Regions from separate parts of the Sus scrofa genome. Here region 2 is linked to region 1. Evidence: chromatin contacts called from public HiChIP or PLAC-seq data. All regions are on one chromosome and are shown on one strand. The core of a region is the stretch at or near the end of the contact, and the rest is flanking DNA. Distances in the headings are between cores, read along the strand shown. Region 1 holds the start of POP4 (ribonuclease P protein subunit p29). Region 2 has its middle 59 kb from the start of URI1.

The links. HiChIP or PLAC-seq counts read pairs in DNA pulled down with a chosen protein or histone mark.
Region 2: an H3K27ac HiChIP or PLAC-seq map of skeletal muscle shows a contact between it and region 1, with 4 times the contacts expected there. The contact joins the enhancer-like site here to the promoter of POP4 in region 1. A contact is called at or near these places in 14 of 47 Hi-C or Micro-C datasets (brain, embryonic fibroblasts, fetal heart ventricle and 8 more) and 1 of 2 datasets of contacts at active chromatin or transcription factors (skeletal muscle).

Annotation. Positions count from the first base shown.
Region 1 is chr6:39,731,935-39,737,283 of Sscrofa11.1, forward strand. POP4 (ribonuclease P protein subunit p29) reads left to right here and starts at 2,589. Exons shown (of 7, transcript XM_003127004.4): 1 at 2,589-2,836; 2 at 5,065-5,117. The coding sequence starts at 2,830.
Region 2 is chr6:39,982,132-39,987,480 of Sscrofa11.1, forward strand. No RefSeq gene overlaps it. Among named protein-coding and RNA genes, the nearest start is that of URI1, 59 kb to the right of the region's middle. Within about 2 kb of position 2,855, at least 16 of the 83 cell types and tissues checked have an H3K27ac peak or open chromatin away from gene starts, as enhancers often do. A contact at or near this core is called in retroperitoneal adipose tissue, skeletal muscle and undifferentiated spermatogonia, where this site is marked.

The DNA.
Region 1 (5,349 bases), core at 1,339-3,838:
TATGTAGTTTGCTCACTGGCTGCATGGTATTCCATTGTATAAGTTATATAAAGGTACCATACTGCAGTTCCCAAATTTAATTACTCCAAAACACCTGGTAACATGTTGTAAAAATACACATTCTTGGGACCCACCTACTAAATGAGAATCTCCAAGGATGGTATGGAAGATGAATTTTTTGAAGCTTACCCTGTGATTACAATGCACTTAATTAACTATCTAATTAATTAGCACATGTCATTTGCTTAATCCACCATCTTCAAACATCAAGTAGTTGTCGAATTTCTGCTAAACAATAATCACAATACCAATACCTGTAGAGACAAGTATTTCTCTGCAAACATGGACAATTATTTCCTGAGGACAATAAAGCAGTTTGCTTTTTAAAAAGATTTAGCGATCAGGGAACTATGGAGTGACTACAGCTCTGGGAGTGCTCACCCCACAACCATGGAATTCTAAGGAAGACTGGCAGTCATCCAGGGCTGTCTTGGCTACTCCAGAAGAGGTCAATTGGGAGTTAAGAGTCCTAACAACTCTAGAAAAGCTCTTGATGACAAAGAGGTCTGGCTTCTCCCTTACCTCCATAATCACAAAGGTCCTGTTCAAAAGGGTTCCCTCGAGTAAGCACTGAAATTGGCTCTTGCTGTCTTGTGCTGCTATATTTTTTCTTTCTTTCTTTTTTTTTTTTTTTTTGTCTTTTCGCCTTTTCTAGGGCCACTCCGGCGGCACATGGAGGTTCCTAGGGGTCGAATCGGAGCTGTAGCTGCCAGCTTACGCCAGAGCCATAGCAACGCCAGATCCGAGCCACGTCTGCGACCTACACCACAGCTCACGGCAATGCCGGATCCTTAACCTGCTGAGCAAGGGCAGGGATCGAACCCACAACCTCATGGTTCCTAGTCGGATTAGTTAACCACTGCGCCACAATGGGAACTCCTTGTGCTGCTATTTTAAAATACCCATTCAGGAGTTCCCTTCATGGCTCAGCGGAAACAAATCTGACCTCCATGAGATGCAGGTTCAATCCCTGGCCTCGCTCAGTGGGTTAAGGATACGGTGTTGCCGTGAGCTGTGGTGTAGGTCACAGATGCGGTTCAGATCTGACATTGCTGTAGCTGTGGTGTAGGCCAGTGGCTACAGCTCCGATTCGACCCCTAGCCTCGGAACCTCCATATGCTGCGGGTGCGTCTCTAAAAAAACAAAAAGAATAAAAAATAAATTAAAAAAATAAAATATACATTTGGTAGTTTACATAGTATGGAACCCCAAGAGCAATTTCTCAAATTTAATCCCGTGGGCTCCTAAGTATTCTCAGACATCTGAAAATATGACATATTTTAGTTTTAATGCTCTGTTTCCATTTTGATAGTAATATACATAGAAGGTAAATGCTCAGTTCCAGGGCCTGTAGTCTTATGTTTAAGATCAAAATGACACAAGGTCACCACCCAAAGAAACTTAAATATTTCTCAAACTCAGGTGTGTGGACATACTCCCAGGATTCCCTGGGAAATTTTTTTTTTTTTCCTTTAAAAGGAGTTTATACTGTACTGAAAGTTGAGAACCACTGGCTTAGAATACATGGACCATATTGCTTTTATTTTTCATTATTTTTTTTCTTTTTGGCCATGCCAGTGGAATGCGTGGAATTTCCTGGGCCAGGGATCAAACTAGTGCCACAGCAGTATCCAGAGCCACAGCAGTGACAGTGGCCAAATCCTTAACCCACTGAGCCACCACAGAACCTCTCTGTATTGCTTTTCTCTCCAGAGCAGGGCCCTACCCAGGCCCAGCTCTCAGCAAAACTTAAGGTAGCTTCTAAGAGGCCTCCACCCAGGCCTTCTTGACACACTTCTTGAACCCAACCCCGGGGCAATGGGAATCAACTCCTTGCCTTCTAACTTTTTTTGTTCAACCTAAGGCCGGACCCGCGGCATAAGGAAGTTGTTCCAGGGCAAGGATTGAATCCCAGGCGCTCAGACCTGAGCCGTAGCCGTAGCAACAAAGGATCCTTTAACCCACTGCCCGGGGTGCCCGGGGGAATCTAACCGCTGGTCACTCTAGTCGGATTCTTAACCCATTGTCCAACGGCAGGAACTCCTCCTTGCCTTTCATCTTATTGACGGAAACTAATATGCCGAGCCTCTAGAAAACTCTGAGACCATCAAGTCCAACCCCACTAAGCAGAACGGGGAAAAGTGAGGCCCAGAGATGGGAAGTGCCTTAAGCGAGGTTGCACACCTAGCTAACAGCAGACAGAATAAGAACCTAAGCCTTCTATCCTTCAGTGCCTCAGATGGTCTGTAGAGAGCACTCACCAGGGACCGCAGAGACTCATTTCCTCCATCACCACCCCCCGCCCCGCCCCAACCCGTTTCCACCCACCCCGGGGGCCCAACCTCCCTCGAGTCCTCTCCAAGTCGACCCGCCTCTCTCTACTCCAGGCTTTCATAAGCATGTCACACCCCAACTCCAACCCTACTGCCTCTGGCCTTCCCTCGCCTAGAAAACACACGAACTGAAAAGAGCCCCACGGCGCTTTGTGCGGCGGAGTCCGCCCCAAGGCGCATGCGCCAACCTAGGTCGGCGCGCGTCGGTGACGTCACAGGGGCGCCAACCTCGAGTTTGGGGCAGCGACTCCAGCTAAAAGTAGGAGCGTGTTGGTATCAATGTAGCATACCGCGCGACTTCAGACACAGGAAACCTCTCCGCCACAAACTTTGGCGAGAGGCTTGGTAGTCGAGGCTGCTGAAGAAAGTAGAGGGAGGTAAAGAGGGAGCGACGCTGAAGGAGACGTCAGAAAAGCGCACCGGAAGCGGTCCGAGAATGAAGAGTAAGCCAGGTTGAGGGCCACGACTTTGGAGAGGGGTGGAGTGAGGTGTAAAGAGTCGGAGACTAGATGTGGGTGCTGGTGGAACTGTTGTGGGAATTATCCCTCCTTAACATAAATAAAACTAAGGCACGGGAGTCCCAGTGTGCCTGGCTCAGTCTCTGAGCTAGGGATTGATGGCAGAGCTGGAAGCAGGTTAATCTCGGGGGCGCTGCCAGTCGTGTGTGGTGCTAGAGGAGGGCCCAAGGCCCTGGCCGAACTTGGCCAGTACCTCCCTGGGTGGCCTGGTCAAGGCCCTGCTCCTCTCTGCAACCCTGTTTACCTTTGTGTAAGGTACTGATGAAGGTGCCTGCCCAGCCTGATGTTATGTGAGGGACTCTTCCCTAGTGTAAAGCTCAGGGAGCGTGCTGGGGAACGATATCACTAAACCAAAGCTTTGGGAGTTGAGCAGAGAAGAGGTGTGCCAAGGAGAGGAGCAAGCACCCAGGACAGTTATAGGCAGGGGAGTGACACCTTTAAAACTGGATTTTGAGGGCCACCTCTCTCACTTCCTATGTATGTGATCCAGTGTCTCAGCGTATCTGAACTTCAGTTTTCTTAGTATAGAATAGGAATAATAGCTCCTTTAAAGGATTGTTCAGAAAGTGTAATGAGATAAAATGTATGTAGCTTTAAATCAGGGGCATGGCAAGTAATGAGGGGTCACTAACTGTTAGATATCTATTGTTACAGAAAGGAAAAAAAAAAAAAAGACTTCCACGTCTAATGCTAGGAACCTATGACAAGCACAAAGTCATTCCGGGGGTTCCAGGCCCTGCAGATAGGTTTTAATCCCTATCTTCCATTGGAGGGAGAACCAGACTGTGTATATAAAACTTGTAACCCCTTTGGCTTGCTTGGTCCAATGTACCTGAGAAGCACAAAGAGAGCTGGGGCAGAATTTACAGAGTCTAGTATGAACCAGACTTTCTAATCTTTTGGCCCTTAAACCAGGTCTTTGTCTCATTTTTATTCCGTTCACACCCATATTCTGTCCTCAGTGTGTGGTTTTCTTCTTCAGACAAATTAAGAACCAGGAGGGAGTTCCCACCTTGGCTCAGTGGTTAACGAATCTGACTAGGAACCATGAGGTTTCAGGTTCCATCCCTGGCTTTGCTCAGTGGGTTAAGGATCCAGCGTTGCCATGAGCTGTGGTGTAGGTTGCAGACGCGGCTCGGATCCTGCATTGCTGTGGCTGTGGTGTAGGCCAGTGGCTGCAGCTCCGATTCGATCCCTAGCCTGGGAACCTCCATATGCCACGGAAGCAGCCCCAAAAATGGCAAAAAGACAAAAAAAAAAAAAATAAATAAGAAACAGGAGCGTAAGAGTTTTTAAAGATTGAAACCACACTGAGCAATATATATTTTGAGCTTGAAGATCTGTATTTTATCAGGTTAGGACACCATCAGTTGTATGATGCATCTCAATTTCATAGATATTAAAATGTGACAAGTCTTTTTTAAATATCTAAATGTTAACAAAATGTAGTTCCGACCTCCTTCATCCTGGAAATCCCTGTCTCATAACTTTTAAATGGGTTACATCTTTAGACTTCTAGAGCTCGGGCTCCTAACCTGTGGAATTTTAAACCAGTGCAACTCCAAATATGGTCTGCTGAGCTGCAGTAGCATCTGAGAACTTGTTAGAAATGCAGGATCTGAAAGTGGCACCCAAGACTCTTCATTGTAATAAGATCCCAGAGATTTTTTTTTTTTTTTTTTTCCCTTTTTAAGGCTGCACCTGCGGCATATGGATGTTCCTAGGCTAGGGGCGGAATTGGAGCTGTAGTTGCTGGCCTGCACCACAGCCACAGCAACGCCAGATCCACACCTCATCCGTGACCTAGACCATAGGTCCTTAACCCACTGAGCGAGGCCAGGGATCAAACCCACATCCTCATGGATTCTAGTCGGGCTTGTTACACACTGAGCCACAACGGGAACTTCCAAGATCACAGAGGTTCTTAACGTTTGAGAAGCACTATTTTAAAGCACACCTTTGGAACTTCTGGGATGGATGGACAGTAGGACAGGAGGCGTCCAGGAAAGTTTTGAAGCTATGCTCTTTGTACCATTGGTATCTTCTCTCCATGAATAAGCATGGTTATTTTCATGATTAGAAAAGGCTTGGGTCTTATAAGCCATAGTGATCGGAATTGTTTGTTTCATGTTTGTTTGTTTTAAATCCCCCAGGTGTGATCTACAATGCCTTTTCTCAGAAAGAGGCGAAAGAGTTCGATGTTCAGGTACAGTGCTTGGCAGGAGGTCTGGGAGCAACAGAGGTGATGGCAGACATGGCTCCGTGGCTTCTCCACCCGTAGGGCTGTTTTAGCCATCCTTTCCCACGTTTTACTCCTCACGTTTCCAGCAGACATGTTAGGCTTAATCGGGGTCTGTTGTTCCCCTGGGTCTCCCTTTCCATGCTACCAGAGTCAAGTTGGGTTAACTGGAACTCAGGATCAGTGTCGTCTCCCACTG
Region 2 (5,349 bases), core at 1,605-4,104, 250 kb after region 1:
CATTTTCTCTGTCCCCATGCTGTCCACCCATCTGGATCCCAGTCCAGAGAAATCTTTTCTGAAGGGCAGAGGGGAGGGCAGGGAGGGGGGCTTCCTTAACACTCTGCTCTCCTAAAGTTTCTCCAAATGTTCCCTCTGGATGCAGTGTCTTCTCTGTTTACTTGAGGGCTTGCTTTTAGGAAAGAAAGCTGGAAAATTGCTCACCCTCCCACTCCTCTCCTGAGATGAGGCAGCAAGAATGGCCCAGCTGCCTGCATTTGATGGGCGTGGAGGAGGGACGGGGAGGAGGGGACGAAGGGAATATCAGGTGGAGAGAAAGAAAACACAGGACAATATGTAAACTATTTCCTGCTACAGACATTTTAAAACTGCAGTGAATAATGCACAAGTCAAAAGATGGAGCGATTCCCCCTCCACCAGCAAGGACCTCTCTAGGTGTCTATTTCCTGCAAACCTCCCAGCTCCAAATTCTGGAGTTCTTTTGAATTTTTGTCCCCCTCCGGGGTGCTGTTCTCCTTTGAATGTTCCTGACACTTAGATACGTGGAGGGTCTTTTCAACGTCTGCAGCGCCTCTTCTGTGAACTGTCTGGCTCTACCTTTATCCATTTTCATATGGGGTCGTTTGCCTTTTTCTGATCAATCTGTAGGAGTCTTTTGTTTACTAGAGGTCAGGGAGGCCTGGGAAGTGAAGTCAACCATATGAGAAGGGACAAGTCACAGCGGGCTGAGCCGTTCCAGGAGCCGACCAGAGGGCCTGAGAGAAAGATCCAGGGGCTCAGGAGCCCCCTCCCACACACCTGCAGCATTCCAGGGCTGTGACGGGGACGGCAGAAGCATGCAGAGTGTTGGTGTGCCAGCATCAGGCTAGGGTCTGCAGAAAAAGAAAAAGTAGGTGTTCCCATCGTGGTGCAGCGGAAATGAAGCCGACTAGGAACCATGAGGTTCCGGGTTCGATCCCTGGCCTTGCACAGTGGGTTCAGGATCCGGTGTTGCTGTGAGCTGTGGTGTAGGTCGCAGATGCAGCTCAGATCTGGCATTGCTGTGGCTGTGGTGTAGGCTGACAGCAACAGCTCTGTTCCACCCCGAGCCTGGGAACCTCCATATGCAGCAGGTGCGGCCCTAAAAGGATGAAAGACCAAAAAAAAAAAAAAAAAAAAGAAAAAGAAAAAGAAAAAGTAAAAACAGAGAAACAGGTAAAATAAAATACAATGCAGTCAGGATCTTGGGGTTATCGGATGCACCTTGGAATGGATTTACAATGAGATTCTGCTGAGTAGCATTGAGAACCATGTCTAGATACTTACATCGCAACAGAACAAGGGTGGGAAAAAAATGTATACGTGTGTAAGTGTAACTTGGTCCCCATGCTGTACAGTGGAAAAAAAAATACAATGCAAAATAAAACACAAGTGAAGTGAGAAAAAATAAAATAAAATAACGCAAGAGCCTAAGGGGGTCTGAGACCAAGGAGCACAATGGTGGGTCCTCAGCCCTTTCACAATTCCACACCCCTTCCAGTCTATCCTTCCTCTTAAATCCCACAGCAATCCTGTGGAATGATCCCATTTAGTGGATGAGCTAGGGAGACCCAGAGAGGTGAGATGCAGAGGGAGTAGGTGAGAGAGCCAGGAAGGGGACTTGAGACAGCTGACTCCCCTCCACATCACTGCCGTTTTCAATTACGTTTTCTCATTTCCCCTCCTGTGTTTTGATTACTGCACTGTTTCGAGTGTTTCTTTTTCTAAGGAATCCGAAAGAAATGTGTAGCACCGCAGTGTGCACATTGCAGGCGCCCATTTCAACGTTCCCAGGAACACGACTAACACACACCCCCCTGCCCCCACCCCAGGAGCAGTCCGGCTGTGGGCTGAGGGCTGAGCGCAAGTGCACTTGGCCGGGTGGGCTTTGGATGGCCCGGTCACTCTTATTCGTGGCTTTTACAGCGTTGACTGTGAGACACTATTTCCAATTTCTCAAAGGCTTCAGCAGGAACCAGCCTCCCGGCTTTCTCTCTGCTCGCCCCCACCTGCCCCTCAACTCCTGCCTGGAGCCCTGTGGGGTGCAGCTAAGGGCCCCCGGGCGCTGCGACTCCCTTCCCTGGTCAGCACCCTTCTGCACCAGCGTGCATGGCTCACAAGGCAAACTCGAGGCCCTCTCCTACAGCTCCAGCCTGGCTCGCTCTGGCTCTGCCTGCCTCCCCATCTGCCCCATCTACCTCCTAGATTCGGGAAGTGCCCGCGGCTTGCCCCGGGGGCCCGCACCCACTCTTGGCCAAATGGCCAAATGCATCATTTCTGGCTCATTTCCAGGTTCTGGGCGCCGTCGGTGCGAGGCCCGGCTTGGAGCAGAGACCCGGCGCTGGGTCCCTCTGGGCCTTTTGCCCACCAGTGCGCCCTCAGCCAGGCCCTGGACCTGACCAAGTCACAGTCTCCTTGGGGGTCGAGCGGGGTGACAGCCTCCCTCGCACAGGGTCGAGGGGGCAGAGGAGCAAGCGGTGTGAAAACAGGCGGGTCAGAGGGAGCGCTGCGGGGGCGGCGGTCCGGCCGGACCTTGTCCTGCAGCCTCCAGGCCACCTGCCCGGGCGCCCTCCCCGAGGGGGTTGCTCGCTCCTCCGGCTTCTCTGGCCTCGGTCGAGCCAATCAACACGTCCGCGCCCGAACCGCGTGAGGCGGCGGCGGTAAAACCTGAAAGGGGGTCAGGGCGCACTCCCTCGCGGCCCGAGCTAAGGGTCGCGGACCGCGCAAGCCACGCGGGCGGCCGGAGGAGGCGGTCTGGCTCCTGAGGTCGCGCCGCGAGTGGCCTCCGCAGGTCGGCGCCCCGACCCCGCCGTCCTCACCCTCCCAGAGGCGCGATCGCAAAGCATCTGCTGCCATCTGGTGGCGGCGCCGGGGCAGCTGCCGTGCGGAGCGCGGAGGCCAGGCCAAGGGCGCGGGTCCCGCCTCGCTGACACCCCCCAACCCATCCGCACAGAGCCTCTTGCAGCCCCGCCACATAGCCAGGAAGCCCCACGCCTCTGCCCTCTCGCGCTGCTCTGGCTTCCCAAGCAGAATGGGAACGGCTGGCGGCGTCCCAGGAGAGGCCGTGTGGCGCAGTGGTCTTCGGCGCCTGGGCTTTGATGTCCGCACCTGCTCGTGGAGCCACCTCGGGCCCCCCCACCCCCCCTTAGAGGAGCTCTTCACTCTCTGAACCCCATTTTTTTCATCTGTAAAGTGGACCTAAAAAAGGTGCATGCCTGTGGAGCCTTCGGATTGCCTGGGGAGATTCTTGTCGAACTCAGACCCATGGTAAGAGTCATGCTTATAATTGTGAGTCATGATTATAATATAAATATTAGCTGTGGCTTTTGTAAAAGCCCAGACCGCCTTTCACACACATGCTCTGATGTCATCCTATCGCTCAGCCGTGTGGAACCTTGGTCATACCATGAATTTTCTGTCTCTCCATCTGTAAACTGGCCTCCACCCTTGGGTATGGTAGCCTGTGTAAAGACAGCCCCGTCTCTCCATGGACAGGTGCACCTGGTGGCATTTGCCTTCTGGGCCTTGTGCCTGTGAGCTCCCAGAGGATAATTCTCTGCCGGAATAAAAGATTCTCCCAGCCTCTATCCAAACCTGGAGGCTCTGCCTGGGGCCTTGTGCCTTATAGACAGGACCTGTTTTCTGAACTAAGAGGAATTCTTTGGTTTTTCTGGGAACTCCAGACCAGAGAGTCCAAGTTAGGGCTGGAGTTCCCTGGCAGCTCAGTGGGTTAAGGATCTGGTATCACTGCTGTGGCCCAGGTCACTGATGTGGTGCTATTCCCATCCCTGGCCCTGAAACTTACATATGCCTCGGGCATGTCCAAAAAAAAAAAAAAAAAAAAAAAATTAGGGGTCAGGCTCTTTGATCCCTCTCCAAAAAGAGGCCACACTGATGGGGATGCCACATCCTTACAATAATGTGATGGAATATTTAAGGAAAACAAGTTCTCCTTTAAAAAAGAAAAAAACTGCATCCATTCATGCACCAGGCACTGTCCCTGAGACTTGGGTCCAGTGTGCAGGCACACACCATGTCTTACACACGGTTCCAGTAGGCATACAGGTTTAATCACATCTCAGCATGCAGCAAGAGGGGGCCTGTAGAACTGGCGTGACAGCCAGGTACACCAGCTGGGTGAGGGGTAGTGCCTCCAGCAGCCGCTGCTGCCTTTCTGCCTCTGAAAATGCCGGCTCCAATTCCAAGGTATCAAATATTTGCCTAGCTGTTCAACATTTCTTTAAATAATATACTCGCGACTAATTCATATCTAGACTTGCCATCTTCATCTCTCCCAGGCCTCCCTCCTGGATTAGTGCGTCTTGTCTATTCTGCGAGAAAGGTGTCCTACATTCTAAAAATAGACCACAAAAGTCTGGACACCAGCATGCATAGTCAGCGGAGGCTTTTTTGCTTATCTGGAGGGCTGTCCTCTTGGGACAGCTGCATTAAAGCCCAGTGCGTCCGTGCATGGAGGAGGCTGAGTGCTCCCGAGACACGTGCTGGCTCCTGCCTTCCAAAAGAGGGCTAATCTGCTCCCCAAAATGCCCTGCCCAGCCTGGCTCTTTGACCTTTGAGGGGAGTGCACACCTCTTCCATCAGAGGCAAGGGTCTTTCTCCTCCAAAGATGTGTTTGTTTTACCCTTGAAGTTAGAAGCACAAGATGTCCCTGGATCAGCTAGGACTTGGCAAGAAACAGGGGGTATGTTCACTAGCGTCATTCAGGAAGAGTGAAAGGAATGTCTTCTTCTTTTTTTGCCACACTTGTGGCATGCAGAAATTCCGGGGCCAGGGATCGAACCTACACCATGGCAGTGACAAGGCTGGATCCTCAACCCGCTGAGCCACTGGGAAACTCTGAAAGGGACTTCTTTGCAAAAGGGAAGCTATGCAGGAAGGTCAGCACCCTGGGTCTGGTAGCAGGGGAGCTGTACCCCTGGGGCTGCAGGGCTGGAGGAGGAGGAACCACCTGACTCTGGAGGCCAAGCTGGCCAGAAAATGGTGACCTTGGGAGGAGGAGCCTGGGGAGTGGCCACCCCGACTACACTCCTATCCTTCCCACCAAGGCTCAAAGCCATTCAGAAGGCAGTGATGTGTCTGATGTGTTTGGGGGAGCTTCGGGGGGAGTTGTGCAGAGCATGGGGGGGGAGGGTGCAAAGGGGTCGGCAGGGCAGAGGGGAGACGTTCAGCTCCCTGTCCCCGTCCCTGTCCCTGTCCTGGGAGCGCTCCACCTCGCCGGCCTCCTCCGGTCTCTCCTTGTGCTGGCCATCATTTCTCTCTCGCTGTCTCACCATCTGTGTCTCTCCCTGACTCATCTCTTTGTTTTCCCTG